2 separate regions of the Mus musculus genome follow, and region 2 is linked to region 1. Evidence: chromatin contacts called from public Hi-C data. All regions are on one chromosome and are shown on one strand. The core of a region is the stretch at or near the end of the contact, and the rest is flanking DNA. Distances in the headings are between cores, read along the strand shown.

Region 1 (7,392 bases), core at 302-2,801:
AATTTAGTCCGTTATTAAGGTGATATTTCAGATCAGCAGCCCAAGGATGGATTACTCAATAAGTGTCTCTGTGACGTTTACCTCAGGCTTTGGGAAGAAAAATGAAGTTAGAGTCGTGGTTTACATCTCATACCTGATGGGTTAATGCTCCAGCTATAAATATTTAATGTTCACATAATCACGAGAGCACAGAGAAATTTGTGAGAATTTAACAAATGTAACAACCACGAAAAGGAAGAACTGTAGAGCTGACAATATGAAGGTCTTTACAGACAGCATCCCCGGTGGGTGGGCCCTGGAGACACAGCCTCTGGCAGGGTGATGGGGCTAGAGAGCATGGGTGTGAGGGGCTGGGGTCTGCCTTGAGAGAGAAGAACTCAGCAAAGCTCCTCAGGGGTGCCCTAGATTTGAGCAGGGCCCAGATTCAAATCCCTCCACCACATTGGTCATCAGATGAACTAACAAACACTCGGAACCTCTTCAAAACAATTGGAGTGATTCTTGCCAAGAACTGAACGGGAGGGGCTCCCTGCCAGGGTCCTTCAGCTCAGATGGGCATCTCGGGAGCACCCACCGCCACCACTGCACTCAGTGTCATAAGACTGCAGAAAAGCTGAGGTGGCTTTCCCAAGATGTACCAGGTAAAGACATAAACCTTTTGATAGATGGCATTATTAAAAGCAGATATGACAAATCCCCCAGAGAAATGGGATCTCCATCTTAGACAACATGAGCAACAGGTGTGATAGGCATCGGGGAGGGAGAGGCTAGGTGGAACATAACAAGGACATGGAAATTGTATCTGGCCTCCTCAGCCAGGATAAGGGCTGTTATTTATCATGCAGTGACGTAGGCAGACTCCTTGTATGACACTTGGGAATGAATAGGGATTGAATAGACATAGAGTTGATTTATTTATTGGCACATCAACTTTATCCTCAGTAAATTTACCAAACTCACCTGTTACAATAGTTATCTTGAAATTATTTTAGGTTTATAAGTGAGTAAGTTTTTAATTTTCCAGAGACCACATGGGTTCATATTTTTCTTAATTGTTTCTGGCTTTTATAATGGGCTTAAAAAGCCCTTCCTTATACTGAGATTATTTAAAAAGAAGCTTCTCCATTCCTAATGGAGCCTTTTATGGCTTTATAATGTAATATGCAAGTTCATAAAGCCTGCCCTCTTTTTCAAAGGGTTCCGTGCAGTTTTAATGTGTTCACTTTTCTGCCTAAATAAATGGCTTATTTTGACAGTGTAAAAAATCCTCCTGGAATCTTTATTAGCGCCGCAGTAAATTTTATTTAAGCGTTGCTGTCAGTTTTATACCGTTCGCATTTACCATCCGTGTGTGTTCGCCTTTACTGGGGTCTTCAGTTCATTTATCGTAACATGTGGTTTTGGGAGAAGTGGAGCAGTTAGACGAAGCAAGAGGAGCAGATGCTGGTCCGTATTGACTCCAGCGAGGGGCTCCTGGGACTCATCACTCTGTCCTCTTGCTCGGCTCTGCCTTTGAAAATCTCCCACGTGTAGCTTAAAAGACTCAGTCTACAGCTGCCCCCGTCCTTCTCCATGGACTCTAAGTCGCCATGAAAGGTCTGTCTCTGCTCACCGCCACCGTGAATAGGATTGTTCTCAACGTGTGCTTTGTATGGCTGCCCTGTGTTTATGAGCCATAAAGCAGCGAAGGTTGACGGTAGCCCTCTGCTCATTGATTTGTATAAATGGAATGCAAGAATTCCAGAGTGCTCCTCAATAATTCATGCTCTTATAAACATGGAAATCCACTCCATAGCGTCTCCAGGAGACGAGGCACTTCGGGGGGAGTGACATCTCTGGGGACCTGAAGAGCTGCTCTGCTATCCTTGGGCTGAGCACAGAGCAGAGACGTGAACATACTCTTGTTGTACGTTACAACCTCACTTTCTGCCTCATGACAGTACTGTGTCTCCCAGGATGAAAGGCATTGTCTTGAGCCACACACAGACTCTCCGCCCCCCCCCCCCCGCCCCCCATTTAGACCCTGGAAATGTCCTTGTTCAGAGCTACTACTCTGGACTCTGGGAGGCCAAGGACACCCTGGTTGTGTCCTGATTCTGGGGATATCAATACTGTCTGTTGTTGGTTTGCCTCTGAATTCCTTTGAACTATGTCCCCACCCCCATGCCCTATAAGTCTCTAAGGCCAGAACCCTTGATGGTGTCCCTAGAGGATCGAACTGAGTGTGCTGTAGAATCTTTTCAAGCCATATTCACCTGCTGTGTGGTCTTAGGTAAGAGATTATAAATTTCAGGCCCAAAGTTTTGCTATATTGAGGTTTTCTGTAATAAATCCCCACCTCACAGCACATTCATGAAATGACATGCAACAGACTTGTGTAGAATGTGTGTGTGTGTGTTTTGTGAGGAATATGTGTATATGTATGTGTGTGTGTGCATTGTGGACTGTGTGTGTATATGTGTATACTGTGTGGATTCTGTGTGTGTGAACTGTGGACAGTGTATGTATGTGCACCATGTATGTATATATGTGTGTGTGTGTGTGCACTGTGGTGATTGCATGTATGTGTGTATACTATGGGTGGATTTGCTTTCTTTCTTTCTTTCTTTTTTTTTTTTTAAGGTTTTTTGAGACAGGGTTTCTCTGTGTAGCCTTGGCTGTCCTGGAACTCACTCTGTAGACCAGGCTGGCCTCGAACTCAGAAATCCACCTGCCTCTGCCAAGTGCTGGGATTAAAGGCGTGTGCCACCACTGCCCGGCAGGGATTTGCTTTCATGCTGTGGCTTAGCATTGGGGAAGCATTGCTTGTTCTGTGACTGTCAGGAGAAGGACACTGAATAAGACAGGTGGTCTGCTGCTCTTGGCTCCTCAGTCAGGCCTGCAGTTGTAAGGCTTCAAATTATGAGATGAACAACCACAGACCTGAAGAAGGCTCTCTATAAACACATCATCTGACCACCACCGGCTCCTGTGTCCCAAATCCTCTAAGATGGTGGATCACTCCCAGGGCTGTATGACTCCTCTGTGTGACCTCTCTTTGTGCCCTAGTTCCCCTGGTTTCTCTAAAATGTCACCAGAACACAAAAACCACTTCCTAAAGTGACTCCAAATTCTCCCAGTTCAGAGTCCAGACTATGTGAGCCTAAATGCCTCTATGTAGTTGGCATGGAGAAGGGTTGAGACAGAATGGAAGGCTGAGATGATGGAGTCTGGCCTCTGGTTCAACCAAGAGGTTATCTGACATGGATTGTCTAACACCCGTGCTGAACATGGCTGCCAGGGTGCTGGCTGAAGCCATCCCTGAGCCCAGGAAGAAACACAGGCCAGACATGAGGGTTCTTCTGATAACATTTTGGAGAATCCAGGAAAAGTTAGAGCCAGAGGGAGGTCACACAGAGAAGTCATACAGCCTTGGGAATGAGCCATTGTTTTAGAGGATTGTAGGACACAGGAGCAGGAGGTGGCAAAATGAGACCTTTCTTTGGTTCTGGGGATGCTTGTCTCATAACTTGAAGCCACTTTTATTTTTAGACTTAACATGCTTCTACACTAGGGTGAACACGGGCTGGAGTCAGACAGTTGCATTGTCTCATATGGTTCTCTGGTCTTGCACTTTAAAAACCTCTAATAAAAATTGATGTATAATACTTTTTATGACTTTTTGTATTTATTTGTGCTTGCATTAGAAATTTAAAATAAAGTTCTTAAGTTACAAACCCTCTTTGGATACCAACAGAGTGTCAGGGACAGCCGGCTGTAATCACGACACAGGTTCTTCTTAGTCCATCATCTTCTCTTGATTTTATCAGTTCTTTTGAAGTTTAGAAGGTGCTTGGGTTAAGTCAGCCAATGTTCTCTTTCACGAGTTTTGGATTTCGTCTGCTGTTTAGGAAGCCTTTCCTCGTGGAGTGGCTAAAAACAGACTTCTTGTATTCTTGTCTGCTATTCTTACTGTTTAAAAGTTGGATATTTTGTGTACTGGGGGTTTGCTCCTGAGATTGCTGCGAATCTAAGCTTTTCTCATTCCCCAGCAGGTTCCTGAGAATTCCTCATATCGATTTGAAGCCCCCATTCATAGTTAGCTGTTCTGTGCTGCACACGATCGACGGCCTCTCTTACCATTGTACTCTGCGTTCTCAGCCAGTGTCTAATTGTTTTGATTAATATTGCTGTACACTTTGATTTATGCGCAGTAGTGAATTCCCTATGATTTCCTGTGTTTTCTTGGCAACCTCTCCGTATTTATGATTCTGCCAGCGTCAGAACCAGCTTTCCAAGTGGAACCCTCTCGCTCTCTTTGAGCTGGCTGAGTGTAGTGTACAGTCTGGTGGGGATTTCATGTCTTTACCTATTCAACTCTCACATCCAGAAACAAGATGTGTCTCCGTTTAAACTGACCCTGTCCCCATGTATCGCCTGAGAGATTTTCATGATTTTCTTATATTTAGATGATTCCTGACTCTCATGGGTTTTTTTCCCCAAGTTAAGCCAAACCTCTTCTTTCTAACATCATGCAGTGTTTGTGGAGAACATTCCCCCTGTATGTGCTGGATGCCTGGCTCAGGGCATACTTGGGCTGTACCATGTCTTGTGTGTAAGATGGTCTATAGTCTTCTTTTCCTCTTTCTTTCTTTCTTTCTTTCTTTCTTTCTTTCTTTCTTTCTTTCTTTCTTTCTTTCTTTCTTTTTTCCTTTCTTTCTTTCTTCTTATTTTTTTTAATAAAAAGTGTTATAGTCTTTTTTTTTAATCTGCCAGTTGTGTAGACTATAGCCCTCAACAACAACCTTATTTAATGGTATTCACTTCTTCAAGAGCCCTGACTACCAATATAGACACATTCTGACGTCCTGACTCTTAGAGCTTCAACACAGGAATTTTAGCGGGCACAGCCCAGCCGATGACAGGCTGGAGCACTCTCAGTGGCTCTGCATTAACAGTGTGTGAACAGCAGGCTAATATGATGACTACCTCAGGTCAAATGAAACGAGGTCAGGTGGTGTTGGGCAGAGGCTTCTGAAGTCCTTGGTCAATATAAGCACTTCCGGCTTTAAGTGGATTTTCTCTGGTCTTTTGTCCCATTGGTAGGAAACTGAGTAGCAAACACATCTGCTGAGAAAATGTATTTTGAAAAACATTGTAAATGAGGCTAGAGAGCAGCTGCAGCTGGGGCACGATGGGATGGACTCCCAAGAACCAGTTGGCATTTCTGAGCCATCGCAGTATCGCTGAAGAGAACATGAACTGAGTAGAAATGTAAATGGTGCCCATCCTTAGAAGAGAAGATCCAGACCCCAGGTGTGATGGTTTGTACATGCTTGGCCCAGGGAGTGACACTATTAGAAGGTGTGGCCTTGTTGGAGTAGGTGTGTCACTGTGGGTGTGGGCTATAAGACCCTCATCCTAGCTGCCTTGAAGCTAGTGTTCTTCTAGCAGCCTTTAGATGAAGGTGTAAAACTCTTAGCTCCTCCTGCACCATGCCTGCCCAGATGCTGCCATGATCCTGCCATGATGATAATGAACTGAACCTGTGAACCTTGTAGCTAGCCCCAATGACATGTTATCCTTATAAGAGTTGTCTTGGTCATGGTATCTGTTTGAAGCAGTTAAAACCCTAACTAAGACCCCAGGGCACCAGCCAATGGCACATCCTGCCCAGAAGTCTCAGCTCTGCATTCTCTCTCTGCTGGTTGTAGCCACCAGCTCTTCAATGCTCTTCACACCAGCATTACCATCTGTTGGGTTTCGCAGCAATGACATAAGCACATCTTCAGCACGGGCTCATGCTGCTTTGTAGGAGATCCTTTCCTTAAATCATCTTCTGGCAGATTCTAGATGCATTACCATGTCTAAGGCTGACCTGCAGTGCACTGACTCATCTTTGAAGTTACAGCTCCATCTGCCTCTAAAATAATTCTCTTTTAAGCATCATACCTGTCCACTAAGGCATGATGATTCCTGCATCCTCCACATTCTGGGAACTGACGAGAGTCAGGGTGTCCTAGCAGGTGAGTCTGTCCTTCCTCATATACAGTATGGGTGACTCCCGGCCTCCCACTGTGGTGAGCTGAGCTATACAGACTCTACAACATGGAAGGCTTCCCTAAGCTGCTTCCGATGCTGAGCGCTCTCTTTCTTCTAGTTAATTAGTTTGACTTCAGCATGTGCTCTTTGACCTGTGCTTGTTGGTGAATGGTGTGCAGGTGCTGGTGTTAAAGCCAATAAGGGAAAGGGAGCAATGATCTGTAGGGCAGTGAGAAGCTGAGGGCATGAGAGAGAGAGAGAGAGAGAGAGAGAGAGAGAGAGAGAGAGAGAGAGAGAGAGAGAGAAAGAGAGACGGAGAAAGAGAGACGGAGACAGACAGAGAGACAGACAGAGGGAGACACAGAGAGAGACAGAGAGACAGAGACAGAGAGAGGTGGAACAGAGTTTGGGGATGAGCAGGTGATGTAATGGTGGTGGGAACATTTTCTCCTTCTCCCCACACCTCTTCACCTACAGGCAGGGCCTTGGGTTGGAAGAAGAGAGAACTCCTCCATGGGCATGGGGCAATTGGGCTGTGAAAGCCCTGAGGCTTGCTCTCTAAGACCCTGCCTCCTGTAACACAGCCTTTCTGTCCTTCCTGGTTCCAATGAAATCTGCTGCTCTCCTCTGGTGTTGGTGGTGATGTAAAGACAGGCATGGGTAGCACTGGAGGTGAGGGCATCTCTGATCCCTGTCTCTGTGTGTGGTACTTTTGCTTTTGGAGCACAGGCACTGACCAGCCTAAGGGGGTGGGGATTGGATGGCAGTGTTCCTGCTCATTTTCCTCCTGTGTCCTCAACAGTAGGAAAAGCCAAGCCTGTCCGGCTTGCTGCCCAGAAGATGGGTTTCCCAGGGACACTTAGCTAGTCTCTGGGGGAGTGGATTAGTTATGTCTCCTGTTTTGATGATAAAAAACCCAGACAAAAAGCAATTTTAGGGACCTAGGGAAATGGCTCAGTGGTTAAGTGTATTTGCTGTTCTTCCTAGAGGACCCAAGTTCAATTCCCAGCTCCCATATTAGGAAGTTCACAACCACCTAGAAATTTAGCTCCAGGGTGCTCTCTTCTGGGAGTTTCAAGTAAAGACACACACACACATACACACACACACACACACACACACACACACACACACACACACACACAGGTAAATAAATATCAATAAATATTTCAAAGCAACTTAAAGCCAAATTTAGTGGCACTTACTTTTAATCCCAACATGCAGGTCTCAGTGGCAGATGGATCTCTGAGAGTTTAAAGTCAACCTGGTTTACCTAGCAAAGTTCCAGGTCATCTAAGGCTACATAGTGAGTCCTGACACAAACAAAAATAAATAAAAATGTAAATAAAAAGCAACTTTAGAGATTTATTT
Region 2 (6,847 bases), core at 3,930-6,429, 150 kb after region 1:
AGGAGGGCAAGAAGGCACGTGACTCACATCAGTGGCTCTAGCAAGGTCTAGTGTAGTAAAAACAGTTTTAAAAATCCCTGCGCTGGTTTATTTTTTCTCTCCCATTTTTGACCATATATGTTTCCAGATGAAAGGCATATAGAGCCTTATATTTTTAAATATCCCTTAGGCAGCACAATAGCTGGGCAACTGCCTCCCCTCCATGCTGTTAGAATCCCCTTCCCTTCTGATAACTCCGGTTACTGCTTACTAACTTCTATGCTCTGTCTGGGCTGCTCTTAACTCTAATTTGGCCAGCCCACACGTCCATGTTTGTACGGCTCAGCAACCCCACTGTGGCTCTCCTCCCTCCTGCATATTCTTCTTCTTCCATGGCGGCTCCTTTCTTTCTCCTCCTTCCTTTCCTCCTCCCTTCCTCGGGCTCTCAAGCCGGGGAAACCTAAACCTCGCCTATGCCTCTTCTCTTCGGCTATTGGCTGCTGCTGGCATCTTTATTTAACAATCAGAATTAACTGGGGCAGGGTCCCTCGGTGTCTTTTTTTTTTTTTTTTTTTTTTTTTTTTTGGAGACAGGGTTTCTCTGTGTAGCCCTGGCTGTCCTGGAACTCACTCTGTAGACCAGACTGGCCTCGAACTCAGAAATCCGCCTGCCTCTGCCTCCCTAATTCTGGGATTAAAGGCATGTGCCACCACCGCCCGGCCCTCAGTGTCTTAGGTGCAGACTTTCTTGTCTTTGGGGCAGTTTTGGGGGGCCCAAATTAGCATTAGAATATAAGCAACATAGGGCCAACCCACTACATTTCCACCCCTATTTGTCCAATTAAAAAGGCCCTTGAGCCAGGTGGTGGTGGCGCACACCTTTAATCCCAGCACTCGGGAGGCAGAGGCAGGCAGATTTCTGAGTTCGAGGCCAGTCTGGTCTACAGCGTGAGTTCCTGGACAGCCAGGGCTATACAGAGAAACCCTGTCTCGAAAAAGCCAAAAAAAAAAAAAAAAAAAAAAAAAAAAAAGCCCTTGAACAGTCAGTCTAGTAGGAACCCTTTAATGAAGTCTTACATCTGGGGTGCAAACGAGGCAACAGACAGGCTAGGAGCCTGGAACCCAATGGTGGACCTAGGACACCTGCTGGCTCTGTTGATGAAGCCCTCTCGGTCCGGTCCCCTTCCATCTTGGTAACAGCAGGAAGTGACACCCAGGTGGTTCCGGTCCGGTCCCCTTCCATCTTGGTAACAGCAGGAAGTGACACCCAGGTGGTTCCGGCGTAGGAGAGAGGGAGGGGGTCCAAGACATCTGAGGTTCTAGGCCTCTTCTTCTCCCTCTCTTCCTCTGTGCATTGCCCAATCCCCAGCCTCAAGCGAGCACTCCTGCTGCTGGGAGGGATGCTAAGACTTGAGACCTCCTCAGGCTTCAAACTAACTCCAGCCCCAAGACTTCACAAGTCAGAGCTGCAGTGGGAGGGGGAGGCCAAACATCACAGCCCTGACCCCCATGCAGTTTAGTGCACACAGTACCTTGCCCATGCCCCATCTCCCAGGGTCCCTCTTCTCTTGGCCTCCCTGAAAGGGAGCCATGTTGCCAAGTAAAATAGGAAATACCCAGAGTTGTTGTATTGGCTGCTTTTCTTGTTCTTTTGATTAAAAAAATAAAACTAAGCCAAAGAGGAAGGGTTTTCTCTGGCTCCAGTTCCAGTACAGCTTGTCACGGCGGGGAAGGTGTGCTGGCAACAGCTTGGGGCCACCGTTCACATTGCACCTGCAGTCAGGAAGCCGGGAAGCCCAAGACCAGTAACATTGGGACCTCAGGTAGGTCATTTCATCCCATGCCTTTCTGTCTGGTTATGTGCATGCTTAATCAATGAAGAGACTTAGACTGGGCGTCTGAACAGATGGACAGCGGTAGGTGGGACTCAAGAGTCCCTCTTGCCTGGCCTACGTCCTGATCACTTGATCGCCAGACTGGTGATACTGCCCGGTCCGTAAGGCTTCGCAGGTCAAAGCTGGACTCAGAGGAGACGATCAGCACTCTGGTCCCTTTCACTAAGACATGGATACCTAGAAAACCACACTTTTCAGATGCCTTCAACCTGAAACACCTATAGGCACACAACCATAGCAACTACATGGTGGCCTGGAGACAAGTGCCAGGTCTTCCCTGGAGGTAGCTGGGAAGGACAGTAGCTCTGCCAGCCCAGCACATGCCAGAAGCATCTATAGTTGTAGCAATCCTAAGGCTCTGTTCTCTTGGCTTCCCACGGGCCCTGTCTGGATGCTTCTGGGAGCCCCCAAGGCTGGAGAGGAGGCCTGAGTACTGCTGACAAGAGGGTGGGATGCTGGCCAGTTTATAAAAAGGAAAAAGATGATCTGGAAGTGTTTAAAGGAAGAGAAGTAATTATACCTGTTATATGTATATTCAAAAAGCTTGGCAGCTTGGAAATAGAGCCCGGATCTGCCATTTCTTCCTATTTCCTGTAATTTCCCCTACTATTGTCCAGGGTTCCCTGAGCCAGCTTGCCCTTCTCCCAGATGGTCCCTTCTCCTCAACAGCTGCTGGTTCCCAACCAGCCCTGCCAAAAGACTCACTTTAGGCCAAGGAGACTAGCAAAAGGGGGTGGCTTCTGGTCTTAGGGAACACTGACATTAGGGGTGACCAGGGTCACCTTGGGGCCACAAGGCACCCCAGAGCTGCAGAGACTTGACAATAGGCAGCTGGTATCTGGGTAGCAGCTGCATGGGGAATCCTGAGGGCAGAGGTGTGTTCCACATGAGATACAGGGATGTGGGAAAACAGAGTATCAAGGGCCAATTTATTGTATGGACCTTGAGATTCTCTTTGCCCAGAGACCATCTCCAGGTTAAGCAGCCAGGACATCTAGACCTCCTCAGGGTCTGTCCTCAAGACTGGGTGGCTCATAGGTCTTAGGACTCTGCATGCTGTGCGAAAGCAAGAGCCCCTGAAGAGATGGATTCAAGGGCTGAGCTCCAGCAGGATACCCACGCTGCAGAGAGACACTTCCCACTGGGCAGTAGCCAGAGCGTATTGTTTGGACAATGGCTGCTCATCCTTAGTCGCAGCTATTGTCACCTCCCAGAGTGGCAATATGACTCATGTGGCCTTTAAAAAAAATGAATCTGAAATGGTGGTGGTCCATGCCTTTGATCCCAGCACTAAGGGGAGGCAGAGGCAGTTGGATCTCTGGGTTTGAGGATAGCCTGGTCTATAGAATGAGTTCCAGGATAGCCAAGGCCACACAGGGAAACCTTGCCTCGAAAAAACAAACCAACCAACAAATAAACCAACCTATCACCACTACCAACAAAATACAGACTCTGGAGAATGGCCCTAGGTGGGAGCCCTGTGCTCAGGCACCATGGCTGATAGGGTATCGGCTGATGGGTACCTTTTAACCTCCCACTGACAACTCTTAAGAGTTCAGATATAAGATATGTGAGTGCTAAGGAGCCAGGGATATCAGGAGTGACTCCCAGTCCCTCCCAAGGCACAGCGTACAGAGCACAGCGCAGACAGCATATCCACATTCGGCTCTCTACATAAATCACACAGGACCTCTGTGTGCTGGGGGGTATCTAAGAATGCTGGGGCTTCCTTCTTTTTGTGGCTACAGTTCCTCAATGGATTACTCCTGTCTTGTGACAGGAGTGAGCTCAGGGCCTGAAGGTTGTCTGTGACGTAAGGTGATCAGTAAGGCTTCTCTCCCACTCTCACAAAGGAAGAGTCCTTTCATTACCTGGGTTTCATCAGTAACAGGGTCTGGGGACAGCCACTCTCTCCAGCCCAGTCACTGAGAAAGTTGGAACTGAACCAGCCAGTGGATTAACAGGTTGATAACACAATGACCCTTGTCAAAAGTAACTGTTTTGATGGAGGACTTGTAGGATGAAGTGATTAAGAGCAGGTGCACACATCTGGCCATACCTGCAGGCCCCTACCAGCCGTGACCCATTTCCTGTATAAATACACCTGCATCCATTTCCAGGCTAGAGGGTCCTTCAAGCCAGCGCAGTTTATTACATTGGCCAGCTCTTACCCACCATGAGGCTTTCTCTAGCTCTGCCTCACCCCTCACCTCTCCACTGCTCCGTTGTTCTCCGAACAACCAGAGCCTCTAAAGGTCAGACTGAAGGATGGAGCCAAGCAGATCTGTGGGGCTGCATGCAGGGAATGCCAACCAGGTGGACACCCTGTGCCTCCTGCAGGCAAAGCATGGCCCACAGATAGCTTCAATTCGAAGCTGATCTTGCACTTCCCTGCTTCAGGCTGTGGAGAGGACTGAAGGGTGCAGGGAGTGCTAGGGATGTCTGAGATGGAGGATCCCCACATTTGGATCTTACCATCTGCTGGGCAGTGCCCCCTGGGGCTGTGAGGAAGGAAGCCAGTGTGTGTGTGTGTGTGTGTGTGTGTGTGTGTATGTGTCTTTGTCTCAGTCTGGCTCCCAGGTTGGCTACAAGGAGGCACATTTCATTTCTTGCCATTGATCTGCTGGCTGAGCCTCATTCACAGCCCACTGGGCTATGCTCCCACCCCTGGAATACCCTGGCTCTGGGCAAGTCCATTCGCTTTGCCCTGAGGCTACTGAGTTTGGCAGGAAGACAGGGGCCCTCTGCTTTCAATCCGCACAGCATGAAAAAGATCCTGCTGCTGCTGGCACCACCTCGTTCTAGGAAAATGCAGGTGTAAAGGATTTGTTTGACATTCTGTCAGGATACTAAAAAATGTAGTAAAAGCCAAGCACTTTTGGGTGCTTTGTTATACTGCTTTGAAGACCCCTTGCGGTAAGCCTATACTGCAAATCTCTGGTCCTAGGGTGTCTGGTGAGAATTCCAGAGAGAGCAGGACACACCAAAACTCAGAGCTTGGGTCTCCGGACAAGTCCAGGGCCTTGCAGCTTAAAAGGGCAATTTCCCTCAAATTCCAGTCATCTTCTAATCCTGGGTTTGCTTCCTTTCACATGAGTTTCCCGCTAAAGAAACCCAACAGGAAGAAAGGACCTGAGGGCTGAGGTCCTGGCAGAAGCACTGCCCTCAGGGCTGGCTTTATATTAGATGAAGAGGCCAGGGTGCCTCAGGCTCTTTCCTCCATTCACCCAGCTCTGAGCTGTCTCCTTTCAACGCCCTTGTAGCCTGGTGCTACAGCGCTAACCTTGCTCATCAGCCCCAGGGCAGGCCTGCCTGGCTCCTTGGCGCCAGCACATACTGCTCACAGCCAATCCAGAAGTCCGTTTTGGTAAACAGAACACAGGATGTTTCCAAGCAATTAGGAGCCAGCAGGCTTTAGAAGAGGGGCCCGTGTCAAGCAAGAGAACATTGTTCATTCCTGTTGCACTGGCCAGGCACCCACTTACAAAGTGTAGCCTGACTGCCGGTCCTTGAACCCTCTGGTATTCTTCATCCTGAAGTGGCCACCTAGTCACATGCTGCCCTTACTGAATTGCTTTGCCTGGTGAACGGCTATTTGCTGTAGCACCACTGCTGTGTGGAGGGTTGCAATTGGCAGCAGTCAGATACCTGGGGAGCATGCCAGCTGCCACCAGGCTGCAGGCTGAGCCTAGCGCTACTGAAGATGGAGGAAACCACGAGAGCCTTAAGTCCATGAGGACTTCCTCTGTCAACAGAAAACACAGAACCAGTGTTAAAACAGCGCCCTGTTCCTGATCCTCAAAGTGCAGAGGCGGCTGCCAATGTGGGCTATTCAAAGTGTGTGGTTATCTTTCAGCTCTGATCCAAGCTCTAAAGGGCAGTAGAGACTCTGGTGAGACTGATGAGGGACTGCATCAATGCCATACCAGAGTATTTACCAGTCCTCAGGGCTTAGTCCTGGAGACTGGAGAATACTCACCCTCTTTTGCCCGAGTGAACACAGGAAATGGGCAGATGGACTTCTGTAGCAACACTAATCACAAGTGTCACACTACACCCAGGGAGTAGAGTCATCAGGGGAAGAAACAAGCACTTGGAAGGACTCTTAGGGTCCGAGTGTCCTGACTCTGTCCTGACGTGCTAGCCACCATGGCTGAGGTCTCTGGACTGTGGCCCAGGACCTACTTCTCACAACGCTGCATGCCTGTTCTGTGGGCCTTCAGGGGCAGCAGTGCCACCCAGCCAGGGATAGCACGCAGAGCCAAGATAAAGATGCTTTCTTTCTCTTTGACCCTTCTCAGGGGGCTCACAAGCTACTCAAACCACAGAATCCCAGGGCTGGCCCATTTCAGAAGGGGAGGGGGAGGGGCCGCAGGCAGGTAGGTGGCCCCAGCAGTAAGGCCAGCTTTTCTGGAAGATCAAAGTGTTCTCTTCTGTACTGCCTAATATTGACCTGCTCTCCAACAGTGTTCTGTGTGTGCCTGAATGGAGCCCAGTGCTACCAGGGAACTGAGTGCTAAATTTCATTAAGTTTTAATTAAGTTAAATGCAAGTTACATGTGCTTGGAGCAGCCACAGCAGGGGTCTCAGTACAAACTCACAGCTTAGGACAGCAATTCAGATTGACACCCGCTCCTAAGGACTCTCCCCCCAGGTTCCCATGCAGGAGAACAATAAGATGCCACTGCTCTTTCACCTGGGACTGGCACCCTCATTTTGGATAGCATCATCTGTACTACCCCACACCCTATGCTCAGCTTGCTCTTCAGAGATAAGAGAAAGCGAGCCTGCTCTAAGACTCGGTTCTGCTAGTCTGTGGCCATTCTTCACCCTTTTGCTCTAATGTGCTTCAGAAAAGAACAAATGCTTCAGAAAAGACGCTTCAACAGTGTGTGAGAGACCCAAAGTGCAGGGGTGGGTGGGTGGGGGGCGCAGGGCTGAGCATCCTTAGGCACCAGGCACAAGTGTGCCACG

What was found. A called contact is a pair of places that touch in the nucleus more often than the background predicts.
Region 2: a Hi-C map of uterus shows a contact between it and region 1, with 3 times the contacts expected there. The contact joins two enhancer-like sites. A contact is called at or near these places in 3 of 484 Hi-C or Micro-C datasets (nephron progenitors and uterus) and 1 of 115 datasets of contacts at active chromatin or transcription factors (heart atrium).

The regions. Positions count from the first base shown.
Region 1 is chr1:92,284,645-92,292,036 of GRCm38.p6, forward strand. No RefSeq gene overlaps it. Among named protein-coding and RNA genes, the nearest start is that of Gm35992, 91 kb to the right of the region's middle. Within about 2 kb of position 1,552, at least 12 of the 459 cell types and tissues checked have an H3K27ac peak or open chromatin away from gene starts, as enhancers often do. A contact at or near this core is called in uterus, where this site is marked.
Region 2 is chr1:92,432,627-92,439,473 of GRCm38.p6, forward strand. No RefSeq gene overlaps it. Among named protein-coding and RNA genes, the nearest start is that of Mir6900, 28 kb to the right of the region's middle. Within about 2 kb of position 5,180, at least 105 of the 459 cell types and tissues checked have an H3K27ac peak or open chromatin away from gene starts, as enhancers often do. A contact at or near this core is called in uterus, where this site is marked.